Linked DNA regions of Mus musculus: regions 1 and 2 are each linked to region 3. A link is a contact called in public HiChIP or PLAC-seq data. All regions are on one chromosome and are shown on one strand. Each heading gives the region's core, a stretch centred on a gene start, on an enhancer-like site or on the middle of the called end of the contact. The rest is flanking DNA. Distances are from core to core; before and after follow the strand shown.

Evidence for each region. HiChIP or PLAC-seq counts read pairs in DNA pulled down with a chosen protein or histone mark.
Region 1: a contact with region 3 is called in an H3K27ac HiChIP or PLAC-seq map of extraembryonic endoderm stem cells. The contact joins the promoter of Amotl2 here to the enhancer-like site in region 3. A contact is called at or near these places in 1 of 39 promoter capture datasets (the C10 cell line), 1 of 484 Hi-C or Micro-C datasets (embryonic stem cells), 4 of 115 datasets of contacts at active chromatin or transcription factors (embryonic stem cells, extraembryonic endoderm stem cells and trophoblast stem cells) and 2 of 9 other capture datasets (adipose tissue and liver).
Region 2: an H3K27ac HiChIP or PLAC-seq map of trophoblast stem cells shows a contact between it and region 3, with 21 read pairs. The contact joins two enhancer-like sites. A contact is called at or near these places in 1 of 484 Hi-C or Micro-C datasets (nephron progenitors) and 3 of 115 datasets of contacts at active chromatin or transcription factors (embryonic stem cells, extraembryonic endoderm stem cells and trophoblast stem cells).

What each region holds. Positions count from the first base shown.
Region 1 is chr9:102,716,404-102,720,700 of GRCm38.p6, forward strand. Amotl2 (angiomotin-like 2) reads left to right here and starts at 1,401. Exons shown (of 10, transcript NM_019764.2): 1 at 1,401-1,499; 2 at 3,678-4,297. The coding sequence starts at 3,740.
Region 2 is chr9:103,144,217-103,148,987 of GRCm38.p6, forward strand. The region is part of intron 2 of Rab6b (RAB6B, member RAS oncogene family); the gene reads left to right. Among named protein-coding and RNA genes, the nearest start is that of Gm51658, 14 kb to the left of the region's middle. Within about 2 kb of position 1,750, at least 95 of the 459 cell types and tissues checked have an H3K27ac peak or open chromatin away from gene starts, as enhancers often do. A contact at or near this core is called in trophoblast stem cells, where this site is marked.
Region 3 is chr9:102,922,006-102,926,871 of GRCm38.p6, forward strand. No RefSeq gene overlaps it. Among named protein-coding and RNA genes, the nearest start is that of Gm31434, 78 kb to the right of the region's middle. Within about 2 kb of position 2,931, at least 51 of the 459 cell types and tissues checked have an H3K27ac peak or open chromatin away from gene starts, as enhancers often do. A contact at or near this core is called in embryonic stem cells, extraembryonic endoderm stem cells and trophoblast stem cells, where this site is marked.

The sequences.
Region 1 (4,297 bases), core at 151-2,650, 210 kb before region 3:
GGGGGTTAACTCCTGAGAACCCCTCCCTTTTAAAGGAAAGCTTTATACAAAAATAACCACATCCCTGACTATTGAGTTTGAAAGGTTTCTTGTCCTTGGTCCCCTCCAGCAAACTTAGGAATTGAGAACGCCGAGGGAAGGAGGGGGTTGGGCCCGGCAGTCCCGCAGCAGAAATTGGTCCTGATTCGAGGTGGATGGGACTGAGGAATGCACGCTCTAACCAGAAAGAGGGTGGGGGGGGCGGGGAGGGGAGGGAGTCAGAGCAGCTAAGCTGGAGGAGTCTCCTGGGGAAGTAGAAGGGTCCAAATGACAAAGGAGTCGATTCCACACCAAAAGCCAGAGAAGCGGAAGACAAAGAGGGTTGGCTAGGTGTAGACGAGGTGGAAAAGACACTGAAACTCGGGACAGGTAGGTGGAAGCAGAGACTCTCTGCCTTGTCAGGTTACGGAGACCGGATTTTGAAGACCAAGAAAAGGGACCTGGCTTCATTGGCTACTCTCTGTGTGACCCTAGGCAAGTTGTTTAGACTCTCTGAACCTTGGTTTCTTATTTATTACAGACATGATAAGAGCACCGTCGGAGGGTTACTGGAGTCGGATGGCCGAGTAAAAAGCAAGTGGTGACCCGCCGCGTGCTTGGCTTAAAGATGAGCGGAGTTAGGGAGGAGTTGGACCGAATGCCCAGTGAGTGGTTGATTCATTTAGTTAGGTAGTGGGTTAAATCCACCAGATTTTCAACCCAGATTCACACACTTCCTGTAGAGGCAGGATTAAAAGAGCTGGCCAAGGTGTTTGTAAACAATAAAAGTGCAATTCAAAGTTTGCCGCTGGGGGGTGAAATAGTAGGAGTTAGGAAAGAGGCTGGGCAGCGGCGGGCCGAAACATCGTTTCGTCTGCAACACTGTCAAGGCTGGGCGGATGTGAACTGCTGTGCAGTCCTCCCGCCATTTCCAAAACGCCACAGACCCTTCTTACAGCCACCATAGGGGCGTGAGAGGCTGATCCCTGGAGTCGTCCCTCGGTGCCTGTAGGAATGGAGGGTGAGAACCCGGTGCGGGCAGTGGTGGGGCGATCTTGGGACGAGTTGGTTAAGACACTCCCAACAGCTAGGACACAAAGCAGGGTGGCAGGGAATGAATGCCGCACGGCCGCCAGAGCCCAGAGTGGCAAGGGGACAAGGCTGAGGCCAGCCCAGCGGCCAGCCGCAGCGCCGCCTCCCGGGAGGAAGGCGGGGGCTGGCCCGGGGAGCGGAGGGAGGCGGAGAGCGGAGGAGGGCGGCGCGCTGAGAGGTTATTTGTGGTTCGCTTTGATCCCGAGGGGGAACCTGAAACTCTCACATTCCTGGCATAGCAGCCGCCTCCAGCGCGGGCTGACCTAGAGGCTGCGCACTGGGGCGCGAGCAAGCAGATCATCGGCGCCACCGACTAGTGCGCACCTCCGTTGCTGACTGTACCTAAGCCGAACCGGGTCTGCGTGCGCCGGCAGCCGCGGGCCGCAGCGGTAAGCAAGGTGCCGGGCACTCCGGGCAGTGCGCGAGGCCGGCGGGGACGCTTCCCAGCAGCAGCGGGACACCGCGATCAGTCCGACCCTTTCTGGAGATCGGAGCTGGGGTGGACGAGCCTCCCCGGGAGCGGGAGGGGAGACTGTGAACCCTTTCGAGGATCGATCCTGGGTGTCTAGCCTAGACTGCTCGCGCTTTTGTGGGGGTGAGGACACCATTCTCCGACCCACTGGGGCTGGAGGAAGGACAGAGGATCAGTGTTTGGGAGTGTGCGTCTCGCGTGCGGGGCAAGTGAAAAGCTGCGGTAGGCATATCTCGCTGAATTATGAGGTTACCGTGGCTGCTTTGTCTGGATTGGGGATACAGGTGGCTTTTACCCTCAGCTAGCTCAAGAATTCCTCTTTGTCTTCCTTGGAAAATCCTCTGCGGAGCCACGAACTGGCTCTCACTTAGAAAGAATGCAGCCTGCTGTCCAGTCCGGTGACGTCAGCGCTGAAGTATTTGGAAAACAAAGAGGGTTAGGGAGAGAGGCGTACCCGCGATGCTTAAAGACCTCTCGCGGTTGCGGGTTTTGCTCGCCCGGGGCGCTCGGGCAGCCACCGGTGCTAGTGGTCTGCCTCGGTAGAGGTGAGTAACGCCGGGACCCTGGACTGGCCTGGTTGACTTGGAGACTAGCGTTGGTTCCTTTTGCTGGAGTGAGCCCAGGCCAAGGCCAGAGACCCGTGTTTGCTTAGAAAGGTGGCTGGTTTTCCGAGTGCAGCGCTCCAGTGCAGCCCAGGTACAGCGCCCGTGTAAGGAAGTTGATTTTCAGTAAGTGCTCTTATATAAGTATTTGAAAGAAAGATTGTGCATCTAGGGGATTCGATTGGGACGTTTGTGCGATGAAAGGCCTCGGAAATGTTCGGTGCTCCGAGAGCCTGGCTCATAGTCGGCGCGCCTGGAATCTGCCGGGAAGGCTCAGCATTCCTTCTAGCCGCTCCCGGATCCTTAGCGCGAGTCAGCCCAGACAGTGATTAACTTAGGAAATACCGCGTAGAAAAAGCCGCGTGTGAGCAGACTCTTCAAGTCTTACACATTGCAGGGTGCAGTTGGGGGGGGGGGGGAGGATTAGTTGCTGGCTTGGGTATCGTCAGGGCTCATTACCTTTCTCCAGCTCTGCCAACATACCATTCCCAAACTGAGGTAGGACAGGGGGCTAGCATTAGTATGGCACAGAAAGGGGCCACCACCCCCTTCCTTTGTCTCCCCCCTCGCCTCATTACCCCATCAACTGGCATAGGTAGTTGTTACTAATATCAACAGAGATGCAGAGGGATCATCCCCTGTGTGCCTCTAGCATACACGTAGGGAGGGGTTTTTCTAAGTAGCAAATGTGTGTGCCAAGAAAAGAGGTTGGTGGTCATGGAAAATGTTTCCCTGGCTCAGTTACTGCAAGCTCCCCTCTGCCTCCTCACCAATTTCCATGGGGCTTCTTGTGCTGCTCACCTTGCAGAGTGGCTGCTAAGGTCATCTGTGACAGGGAGACTCAGATTTATTTTATCAGCAGCCTTTGAGCCCAGGGTCTGGCTCACGCGTCTTTATTCTAAAGAATCAATGGAATTATTTGCTTAGGGCTTCTTTCTGCTGGGCTACATTCTTTCTTTACCGCCTGCCAGTAAACTGGGAACCCTATTGCTAAGTGGTTGAATTTGATGGACGCCTGTCCTACAGTTTGCCCATGAGATTGTTTGGGGTAATGGCTGACTGCCGGGGACTGTGATATGAGATAGCCTTCTGGTTTTCTGTTGTATATCTGTAAGATCAGCTAAATCTCCATAAATGTTACAATGATAAGCATTTGCCAAGGATTTATAGCATACCAGGCGCTCAGCTTCTTACATTTCAACTCCAAGAGACACACTGTGTGTGTGTGTGTGTGTGTGTGTGTGTGTGTGTGTACATATATATGTATGTATATACATATATGCATATATATATTTATATTAATGGCAAACTAAGGATCAGAAGCTCAGTAACTAAACTTAATCAATAGATGGCCATATTAGCACTTGCATCTGGGCCTGTGTAAAACCACCCACCTACCCACCCAGCCTCCTCCTTCATCCAGAGTGTTCCTGCAAGTGCCCCTCCCTCCTTTGTTTGTGCTTCCTTTGACTGCTATTCTTTCTGTCTCTTAGGTGCTCTGAGACCAGGTGCCTGCTGGCCATTGTCTAGGCAGGTGTGTGCAAGCCAGAGAAGCATGAGGACACTGGAAGACTCCTCAGGGACAGTCCTGCACCGTCTCATCCAAGAGCAGCTGCGCTACGGCAACCTGACAGAGACTCGCACTCTGCTGGCTATCCAGCAGCAGGCCCTGCGGGGTGGGGCTGGAGCTGGGGGCACGGGGAGCCCCCAGGCTTCCTTGGAGATCGGAGCACCCGAGGACAGTCAGGTGCTGCAGCAAGCCACCAGGCAGGAGCCCCAGGGCCAGGAGCATCAGGGTGGAGAGACCCACCTGGCAGAGAACAGGCTGTACCGGCTGTGCCCACAGCCCAGCAAAGGAGAAGAGTTGCCCACCTATGAGGAGGCCAAAGCCCATTCGCAGTACTACGCAGCGCAGCAGGCAGGGTCCCGGCCGCATGTTGGGGACCGGGATCCTAGAGGAGGGGTGTCCGGAGGCGGCCGGCGACAGGATGAAGCTCTTCGAGAGCTGAGGCATGGCCATGTGCGCTCCTTGAGTGAACGGCTTCTGCAACTGTCCCTGGAAAGAAACGGTGCTCGGGTCCCCAGCCACATGAGCTCTTCCCACAGCTTCCCT
Region 2 (4,771 bases), core at 500-2,999, 220 kb after region 3:
CGGGGCACAGAGGGCAGGGCCTATCCTCAGCCACGGCCAGTGCCACCTTGATGTAGAGCTGAGTGTGCAAGAGGCCCCAAAGGGCCACCATGCGGCCCTGAGTATGGTAGGCTGGGGTCCTCAGCTGAACCTCTCAGAAGGTTCTGTTTGTGGCCCTGGTGAGCTGGCACTTCTACAGCCCTGGGGGACCTTTGAGAAGCATGTCTTCGTTCTCTACTTACCTGGCAGTTACACACATACACACACACACACACACACACACACACACCCCTTATTCTCCGCTAACACATGTACTCTAGTCTCTCACCGCCCTGCCTAATCACACCATACAAACTGATTCACTTATACAGTTTTCACTTGGTGGAAAACCAAGTCTCAAGCAGAGGAAATTTTGTCTGTGGTGATTCCTTCATGTAAAACCCCAGCTAAGAGGTAGTATGTTTTGTAATGTGGTAGCATGATGCGGCGGAAGTGGGTGCCTTAGCGGGCCCATGTTGAGGTACCCCCACCAAGGTACCAGCCAGACAATGGGTCTAGTATAAAATGAAGTTTATTTGGGGCATGAGAGGAGGCTGTGGAGAGGGGGTGGAGGCAGAGAAAGAGGACAGAGAAGAACAGAAAGAGAGGAGAGAAAGAAGGGAAGAGGCCAGCAGAGAACATGCAGGGAGAGAGAAAGGAGGAGAGGACAGAAGCGGGAAGAGAGGTCACACAGTCTTTTTATAGCCAGCTGGGCTCATACCTGGCTGTTCCTAGGTAACTGTTGGGCAGAGCCTAGAAGAAATGCTAACGAGGTTTTCTTAAAACTCTATCTAGGGAAAAAAAAAATCTGGGCATATCTTGTAATAAGAGGTGGTTCTTGCTGTGCGCTCCCCCACCCATACCAGCACATACCCAGGAAACCCCTGTGGGCCCTGGGAGGGTCAGCTGTGTGAAGGAGCCCTGCTAAAGGGAGGTGTGGTCCTCTGAAGGTCACTCCTGGCCGAGGCTCTCCAGGGTGCTCTTTCCAGCCTGCAAAGCTGGCAGCTCAGGCCTTAGCGTCTTAGAGAACTGAGAGGTGGTAAGAACTTAACACTGAGGACCCATGGCCCCTCCTGTCATCCACACCAAGTTAGAACAGCACAGATCTAATGGGCTGCCTCAGGGAGAGAGGCGCCCACAGGCCAGGAGGGCTCTTCTCAGAGGACACTTGTGAGATGGGAAGGTGTTTCAGACTCTGAAGGGGGTTCCTAAGAAGCAAATGCTGGTCTTTCTGGCAGGCTCAGATCTCCTGAGATCTCTTGCCGGCAGCTGATCCTCGAGCCATGGCAGTCTGTTCTGCCCTGAGGCTTCCCACACTCAGTCTTGGGGCCGCCGCCACAGCAAATTACCACACACTGAGTAGCTTCAAAGGAACAGGAGTGTATTCTGTCCTCACCTTCCTGGGGGCCTGAGGGTGGAACACATACAAGAGAGCCCTGAGCTTTTGGGGGTTGGGGGGAGGGCATTCTCCTTGCTGTTGGCTTCTAGTGGCCTCAGATGCTCTTTGTCATAGGGCTTCAAGATTTCCATCTGGCCGCCCTCTTCATGAGATCTGAGTAGATAAGGTGGATGGATAGGTGTGGATTCTCATCTGGGCCCTTGAAGTGGACGCAGCATGCATCTGTATGCATCTGTATGCATCTGTATGCATCTGTATGCATCTGCACTCGGGGAGAGGCTCCTAGTCACGTCACCTCACGTGGTGCCTGAAGCCTTGGATTTTTATTTCTGTCTCCTGCCTTGTCCTGATTACGTGCTCTTGCCGTGGCCACAGAGACTTCTCCCTGACACAGTGCGGTAACTGGCCTCTTACCTGACAAGCGATGCTTCCTCTTCAAGGTGAATACATATATGCTTGTACACACATACACTCACATGCAGATACATACATGTGCACACACATACACTCTCACACGTGCCTGTGCACACACACGCACACATACATATGCATACACATGGCACACACCAGCACACACACATTTATGCAGTGCGCACACACACACACACACACATATACGCCAGCCTTTCCTGAATACTGAATAAAGCTTCTGCGTGCACTCGTGCCTCTCTCCGCTGTGGCTGCATCAAATCCTCCTCCTCTCCTATCGGCTCCACTCTTGTCTTCCGGTGGCCTTCCTGCCCACTCCAGCAGCCATCAGTCGCTGGCTTGTCTGGCCCACACACCCTAGGGACCACGTCACTAACACTGTTTTTCACAGGCTCAGACACTACTGGAGGGGAGGGTGAATGGGCAAAGACTTGGTTGACCACAGTGATACTTCTCATGATGTGAGCACCATGACCACCCAGGGACCAGGTAGCAAGGTGTTTTCTGTATTAGTATTATGATGAACAGAGCCAATTACATGTATGCACGTATGTATATGAATATATGTTATTGTACACGTACACACACGATTACAAATTGGACAGCCATTCTTCATAGAGAAGAAAGTAACCACGGGACAGATTGTGACCTTGAAAAGCCAGGTGCCTGCCCTGTGACCTTGGGAGCCAGCATCTCCTCCTCCAGGGCACTAACTGAGCAGCTGTCATTGGCTGGCAGTGACCCGGCCCTACCTGTTCCCAAGAGGCTGTGAGCTCCTCTCTACAAAGCAACCACTTTCTTGGCTGAGTCTTTAAGTTTACCAGGCTCATTTGCATGCTAATTTGCATAACTTTACCCAGATACTTCGGTCTGGTGGTTGGCTGTGCCTGAGAGAACAGCAGAGTCATTGTCAGGGGCTTGTCATGCCCAGCTGCTTTCTGCCATTTACGGATGCTTCTCTCCAGCGCCGGCCGGCCGGGCTCAAAAAGAAGACGCACGCACATACTTGCCTTTTCATTCTCTTCCCCTGAAGAAATAAATGCTGGCGTCAATTTATGCTAATTGCCATGCAGATTTCCTCCGGTAGACTTTATTGCTGTATCTTGTCAGAATGTGGATGCAAATTTATATTTCATAATAAATGCACAGAGCTAAGAAGATTTCAACAAGTGCCGTAGGGAATATCTTGCTCAGAGATCTTCTTGCTCGGATGTGCTGGTGGAAGGTCTGTGCAGAGGAATGCAAGTACGCCACCGTCGACACCCCTGTCGATACTGTGTAATGCCACACTCAAAGGAAGATAACCGTTGGGAGGAAATCTGTGCTTCTTAATATTCTTTGCATGTGTAAAATAAAGTGGCTGCTATTTTTCATAGTCAGTGAGTGCCGTTTGCCAGCGCAAAAGAATAAATTAGCATTGCCAGGTTCGGGGCCACGTATAACAGTAGACTACACCTCCGTTTCCTTCAGAGAAGACATCACGCAATACAGGCAGAGAAGGCACAGCTGTGTGAGGGGATCACGGGGCTTCTAGACTGACAGAGGACTCCCAGGCACATGCCTGTTTGTATCTCTTGATATCTCATCCCCTGTGGGCATCTACCATCGGAAATGATTTGTTTCATACCTCATAAGATAAAGAATAGAAAAGCTACCTTGACTATAACTCCTTGGCACAGTGAAAGAGCGGCGTGCCTCTCCTCGGCTCCACCTTCCTGAACCTTTGCTGAAGCCCTGGGAATCCCAGATCCTTGGGATGTCGATGAAGAATAGGACAGCAAAGGTTCCTGAGGGGCTGGGGGTGGGGGTGGGGGTCTGACAGATTAGGAAAGAAACAGTTCCTGTCTCTCCACTGCAGGATTCAACAGAGCCTTTAATGTGCCAGGAGAGTCACTCACTTGCTTGCTGTTTCTGCTCATCCTGAGCAGAGACTCCGAGGCCATACCGCATAACCAGACAGACACCGGGCAGTCTCCATGGCTTGGCTGTGCCGCTTTGCCTGGAGAGCCCTGGGTCAGCTGGTTCCTGGTAACAATTGCTCATTTCTGTTGACATAGCATATGACAGAATGAAGTGCCTTCACAGAGTCTTAACTCCTTTGGTCCAACAGTCCTTAGAGGGAGCTCTGGGATCTTCATTTGAGAGGTGAGGGGGTTGGGGGCTAGGGCTAGGCTGGGGGCTAATTGGACTCCTTAGTTCAGTATGCACGAGAGCTTGGGTCTTCAGTTATGGGGCACCTGTAAATCCCAGCACAGGGAGGTAGAAGTGTGAGGATAAGAAGCTCAAAGCCACCCCCAGCAACAAGCTAAAGGCCAACTTGGGAGCTGGGGTACAGTAGATCCTTTCACAAGGCAGAAAAACAAGATAAATAAATAAGCGCAAAGAGCAACAAAGAAAATCCCACTGGCGCCCACTGGACACATGACCCACTACTGATGGCATGTTGGCCTCTCTGGGGCCAGCTGTAGCCTGTCCTGAGTGGCCCTGATATACACAGCCTGAGTGCGCTCCCTTTCCAAAGAACCCGTGAGGGTTCCTCATCACCTGGGCCGCAGGGCAGCGCTGGGGCTGTGTGTATCAGAAATCCTGGCATTAATCCTGGAATAACACACACACACACACACACACACACACACACACACACACACACTCTCATACTCATACCAGTCTCACGCACCCATTCATGCCTTTGTACAAATACAGTGTAAACTTGAGTGTGTTCCATTCCCACGCACATATAAACACACATCCACCAATGCATAACTCTCCTGTGTGACCTGTGTTGACCCCTGAGAGGAGGCTGGTCCAGAGGAGTCACCAAGGATCCCTGGGCCTAGCCGAATAGTTAGTTGTTCTTGCTATCTGGTGTCTCCTTCCTCCAATGTTCACCTGAAGTGGGAGTGTCCTTCATGACCAAGACTGCAG
Region 3 (4,866 bases), core at 1,681-4,180:
GCAAAGGCCTTCTCACATTTATCAGGAAGAGAACCCGGTCAGTAAAACAGTGCACGTGGCAGTTCTTCTGTGTAGTGGTAACTTTGGCTAACCGCTCTGGCTCCTACACACACACACACACACACACACACACACACACACGTGCGTGCACCAGTTATTTTAAAATGCCTCGACTAGCTCAAAGGTTGGGCATTTCTAATCCTTCCCCCTGCTAGGAAACACTTGGCTCTGGTACTCCTGAGTTAACATGTTGGGGAAGTGGCCCATGTGGCCTCTTTCCCTGATTCTCACATGTCGGCAGACTTTTAGGTCTGGTCTTCCTTCTTCCCCATCATGGCCATCTCCTCCTTTCTCCCCCACCCCGCTTGGTTTCACCTCAGTCTACCTGTCCAGCCATTGGCTATATGGCAATTATTTATTGCCAATCAAATCTAGCTGAGGGCAGAGACCCTCAGCTTCTGGGAAGAAGGCGGCTTTTGGGAGCATAATTGAATCGAGACAGCATTAGAACCAATCCCTAACACTTCTGTCTTGGAGCTTAGGAAACTGAGGCACAGAGGGCACATTTCCCAAACACATCCGGGACATGACAACCCAGGAGAGAGAAGCTGATAGAGGGTTAAGGTGGGGCACTGAGAGAGGAGATCTCCAGTTCACAGAGTTGAGAGTTTCTGTGATTGCATTGGGTTGGTAGTCATTGTTACAAGATCCTTAAAACCAGAACTGCCCAGAGAAGTGATAGTGATTGTTATTCTCAAATGGTTGGAAAGCCAGGGGAGCCAGCCTGCTGGAGATTGGCATCTGGGAACCAACCGGAATAAGAGCACTTGCTCTGTACCTCGTGTTGCTTGTTATGGTAAACTGATTACAGGTAATAAAGATCCCTGAGAAGTACATGGTGCTCTGAGGTTGAAAAATGTGTTAGCTGACCCATGTCAGCGTCAGAATGTCTGGGCAGCATTGCGGGTGGAGGGGACCCCGAGATCGGCAGGGCTGGTTTGCAGAGAGCGCTCTGTTCTTCTGAGTTCACAGACTTACAAAAATAGCCAAGTGTTCTAAATGTGCTCCATCCCCACTTTACATAACTGTGCGACAATCCTTCAGAGCTGAGGAGTTTTAGTTGAGATAGTTTGGGAGTTTATGCAAGTGGAGGGCTCAGTGCCTCCTAGCATTGATGGTCCAACCATAGCCTCAATGACAGCACAAGTCTGGATTCTTGAGTGCTGGCAATGGCTTCTGGTCATGAGAGCCTGCTTTGCCGGAGGCCAGCCTGAGGCCTGAGAGGAGAGGTCATGGGATGAAGACTTCTCTTCCTCTCCTGAGGGCTCCAAGATCTTAGTCAAATCCCATGACCATACCAAGTGTCCTTATTGAAAGACTGGCTGCACTGATCATCTGGGTTATATTGAATTCAGTGTGATGGTGGAGCAGATGGTATTCACCAACTTTTTCCTGGGGAGTAGCTGGGGAGTAGCTGGAGAACCTAGTGGGATGGACCTGTGGGCTTGGAGGTAGACCTCACCTGTTTGTCCTGTGGACTAAATCTATGCTGAGCATACAAAATGTTAGATGTATCCATGTAGCCTCCACCCCCAAATCTTTAGACAAAGGCCAAACCCAAAGTAAAATGTCTGCTAGGCATAACTGGGCAGATCCCTGGTATACAGGCAGCCCAGCTCAGGGAGCTGAGAGAAGGGAGGATTGGATAGAGCAACATGCACACATGATGACTGGCTTTGTTACAACCCAGAAGACAGAACTGGCTGTGTCTCGACCTAAGAGACAGAGCAGGTACTCAGGTGGGCAGGCCAGCGGGACTTCCTGAGGCAGTGTGGCCTGACCTTGAAGGACATGGCAACATTCCCATCGGGAACCCCAGCCCTTTGCAGCGCAGCCTCTTGAGACAAGGCCTTCGGCGACAGTGAGAAGAAAGTTGCCACATCTGCCACACCTTAGCCCTAGAACGAAGCAGTGCTGTTGTTTCTGTTTCGTTCGGCTGCAACCTGTGCTTAAGATAGCCTGGCTCTGCGGGGCCCGGGAGGGCTGAGCTCAGTTCAGAGGAGCTGTGTGCTCCAATGGGAAGATTACCCAGAACACTGGCCTGGAAAGACAGTTCTCAGCACTCGCCCTCCCTTCTGTGGACACTCCCCACAGGCGTCAGTCTCAGACTGTCTTTCTCTAAGGCCCTGGGGGCTATGAAGTCTGTGACCTGGATGTTGTGGGACCACAGCCTGATGTGCTGATTTTGTCCTGTGACAAGTACCTAAGGACCCAGCGTAAAGTGTCTTCTTACCTCCCCAGATCTTCCTATAATCCTCTTGGCTGAGATAGCTGGGTTCTTGGCTGCGGGGCACCATAGATTGGAATGCTGTGGACTATGTGGGGAGAGGCCCCTTAAGGAAACAGGTGCTGTTGATATCATCAACAGCTCGAGCAAACCAACACAGCCAGAAGGAGCTGTCTCAGGATGCCCGAGTTGGGGATATTCACAGAAGGAGAGAGGGCGAGCTCTGGGGGACCTCTTCCCACATCCACTGTTGCTGGTGCGGGTTGTCTTGTGCCTGAAATTCCACTTTTGTGCTCCTAAGACCTTGGCAGCCTCATTAACTTGCCAGTGCAACCTTGCTTACCTGTTTGGAATCCTGGGCTTAGTTCCCTGGCTCTAGCAAAGTGTTATAGGACGCTGAGCTTCTTTGGCCGAGCCTTTGTGGCTTCCATGGTCCCGGCCACATTCTTTCCCTCCACTGCTATCACCACCGTTACCAACCAAACTGCTACAGGGCCTGACAGGAAGCCAGTTTGAGATTAGGGAACAGATTGGGGCTTCCCCACAGGCTGGTATTCCTTCAGGCAACTTCTTGTTGATCCTGGAGACTCCGGTAAACCTAATCAACATTCCTGGGCCCCAGTGAGGCAGGCTATTGCTTCTGGCTATTTGCCTCATTGTCTCCTAGCATTGACGTCATCAACCTTGTGATCTTCCAGCTTGTTATCTCTAATAAGATAATAGTATTCTACCATCACTAGCCACTATCACTTCTACCAACTGTTGGTCCTCTCAAGCCCACCCAGCTGCGTGACGAAAAACACCCTGCTACAGGACAGAAAGCCGCCGCTACCTCATCTGCTTCGTTCTCCTCCTAGCCAATCTGAGAAGCCCAACTCTCTGGGGGGCGGGGCATGGAGCACAGCCCCCTTTTTTTTTTTGCCTTTCTTACACGTGAGCCCTTAAAACTGGCCACGTGCCAGTCAGTCATCCTTGTCTCTGTCCAATCCAGAGGCCGCCCCCACCCCACCCCCACTGCCTTGTCCCTCCAAATAATAAAATCTCTGTGGTGAGAATCTGGCCCACAGTAGGAAGGGCTCCCCTATCACTTGATGTGATCATGGCAACCAAGGGCCCACTGGCGTGTCTGGAGGTCCATCTCCCAGGTGCCTCTGGATTGTCAGGTTGACAACTAACACCAGCTACCACAATTACTTTATTTATTTCTGAGTTTGAGATTGTTTTGTTTTGTTTTGTTTTGTTGAGACAGGGTCTCTCTATGTAGTCTTGGCTGCCCTGAACTGTCGATGTAGAGCAAGCTGACCTCAAACTCACAGAGACCCACCTCCCTCTGATTCTCAAGAGCCAGGATTAAAAGCATATATTACCACACCCAGCTGACTTCTTTTCTATATCTCACAATATGAAACTTCTGTCAGGCAGATAATTTGCAAATGTTTTTCTCAATTTGTGGTTGCCTTTTTATTTATTTGATAATGTTCTTTGAAGACAAAGTCTTTTAATTTTTAATTCACCGAATTATTGATCTACTTTATTTACTTATATTTATGTGATGTGTGTAAGACAATGTTTCCTGACTTACTCCAATTGCTATGTCAGGATTGCTAAGCTTACTCCAGTGCTCCCGTCTAAGAATTTTACAGTTTAAGTTCAATTCTAAGTATTTTACAGATCTTAACACTTACACCATAATCTACTTAAACTAATTTTTACTTAAGACCTAAAGTGAAAACTCTAGGTCCTGTGCATATCTCATTATTTCCAACGCATTATTTGTTTAAAATAATTCTATTTTCCTTTCTTGATTCTCTTGACTGAAAAACCGAGTGGATCCCATTTTGACTCTTGTGTTGATCCATATGCCCATCCTTTTGCCAACACAGTTACTATCTTACTACCATATGTAAGTTTGCATGTGTGGGAGTGCACATGGTCTGGGAGGCTAGAGGTCAACCCCTAGGGTGTTGTTCAGGGGCCATCAGTCTTGGGCTTTGGGGATATGGGCCTCTAACAAGCTAGAAACTCTTGGGATGGCTAGAGTTAATTATCAACCTAACAGACTCTAGACTCTGCCCTCCCAGTGTTGGGGTAAAGAGCATGTGCCAGAACACTCGAATCTTTAGGTCCCAAGGAATGAACTCACTTCCTCATGATCTGTAGGCAAGCGCTTTACCAACTGAGCCATCTCGATAGCCCATAAAGTATCTTCTGAAACCAGAAAGCATGAGCCTCCTAAGCCTTCTTCAAGATTATCTGAGATATTCTGAGCCCCTTGCATTTCTATGTGAATTTTAGAATCAATTTGCCAATTACTGAGTGGTGGGGAGACCCAACTAGGACTTAGCCTGTGATCACACTGAATCTGTAGATCTAGATGAGGTACTTGTACACCCTCATTCACTGTGAGAGCAATTGAGTGTAGCATATTTAATTTATGTATGTAATTATGGAATGATCAAACAAAATTAATATTTGTAAGTATTATTTACATAGAAAAAAATCCAAATAATACAAAGAAAAAGTAGTAGAATTATTAAGAGTTTACCAAATTTGCTGGCTACAAGTTCAATATAAAAGGA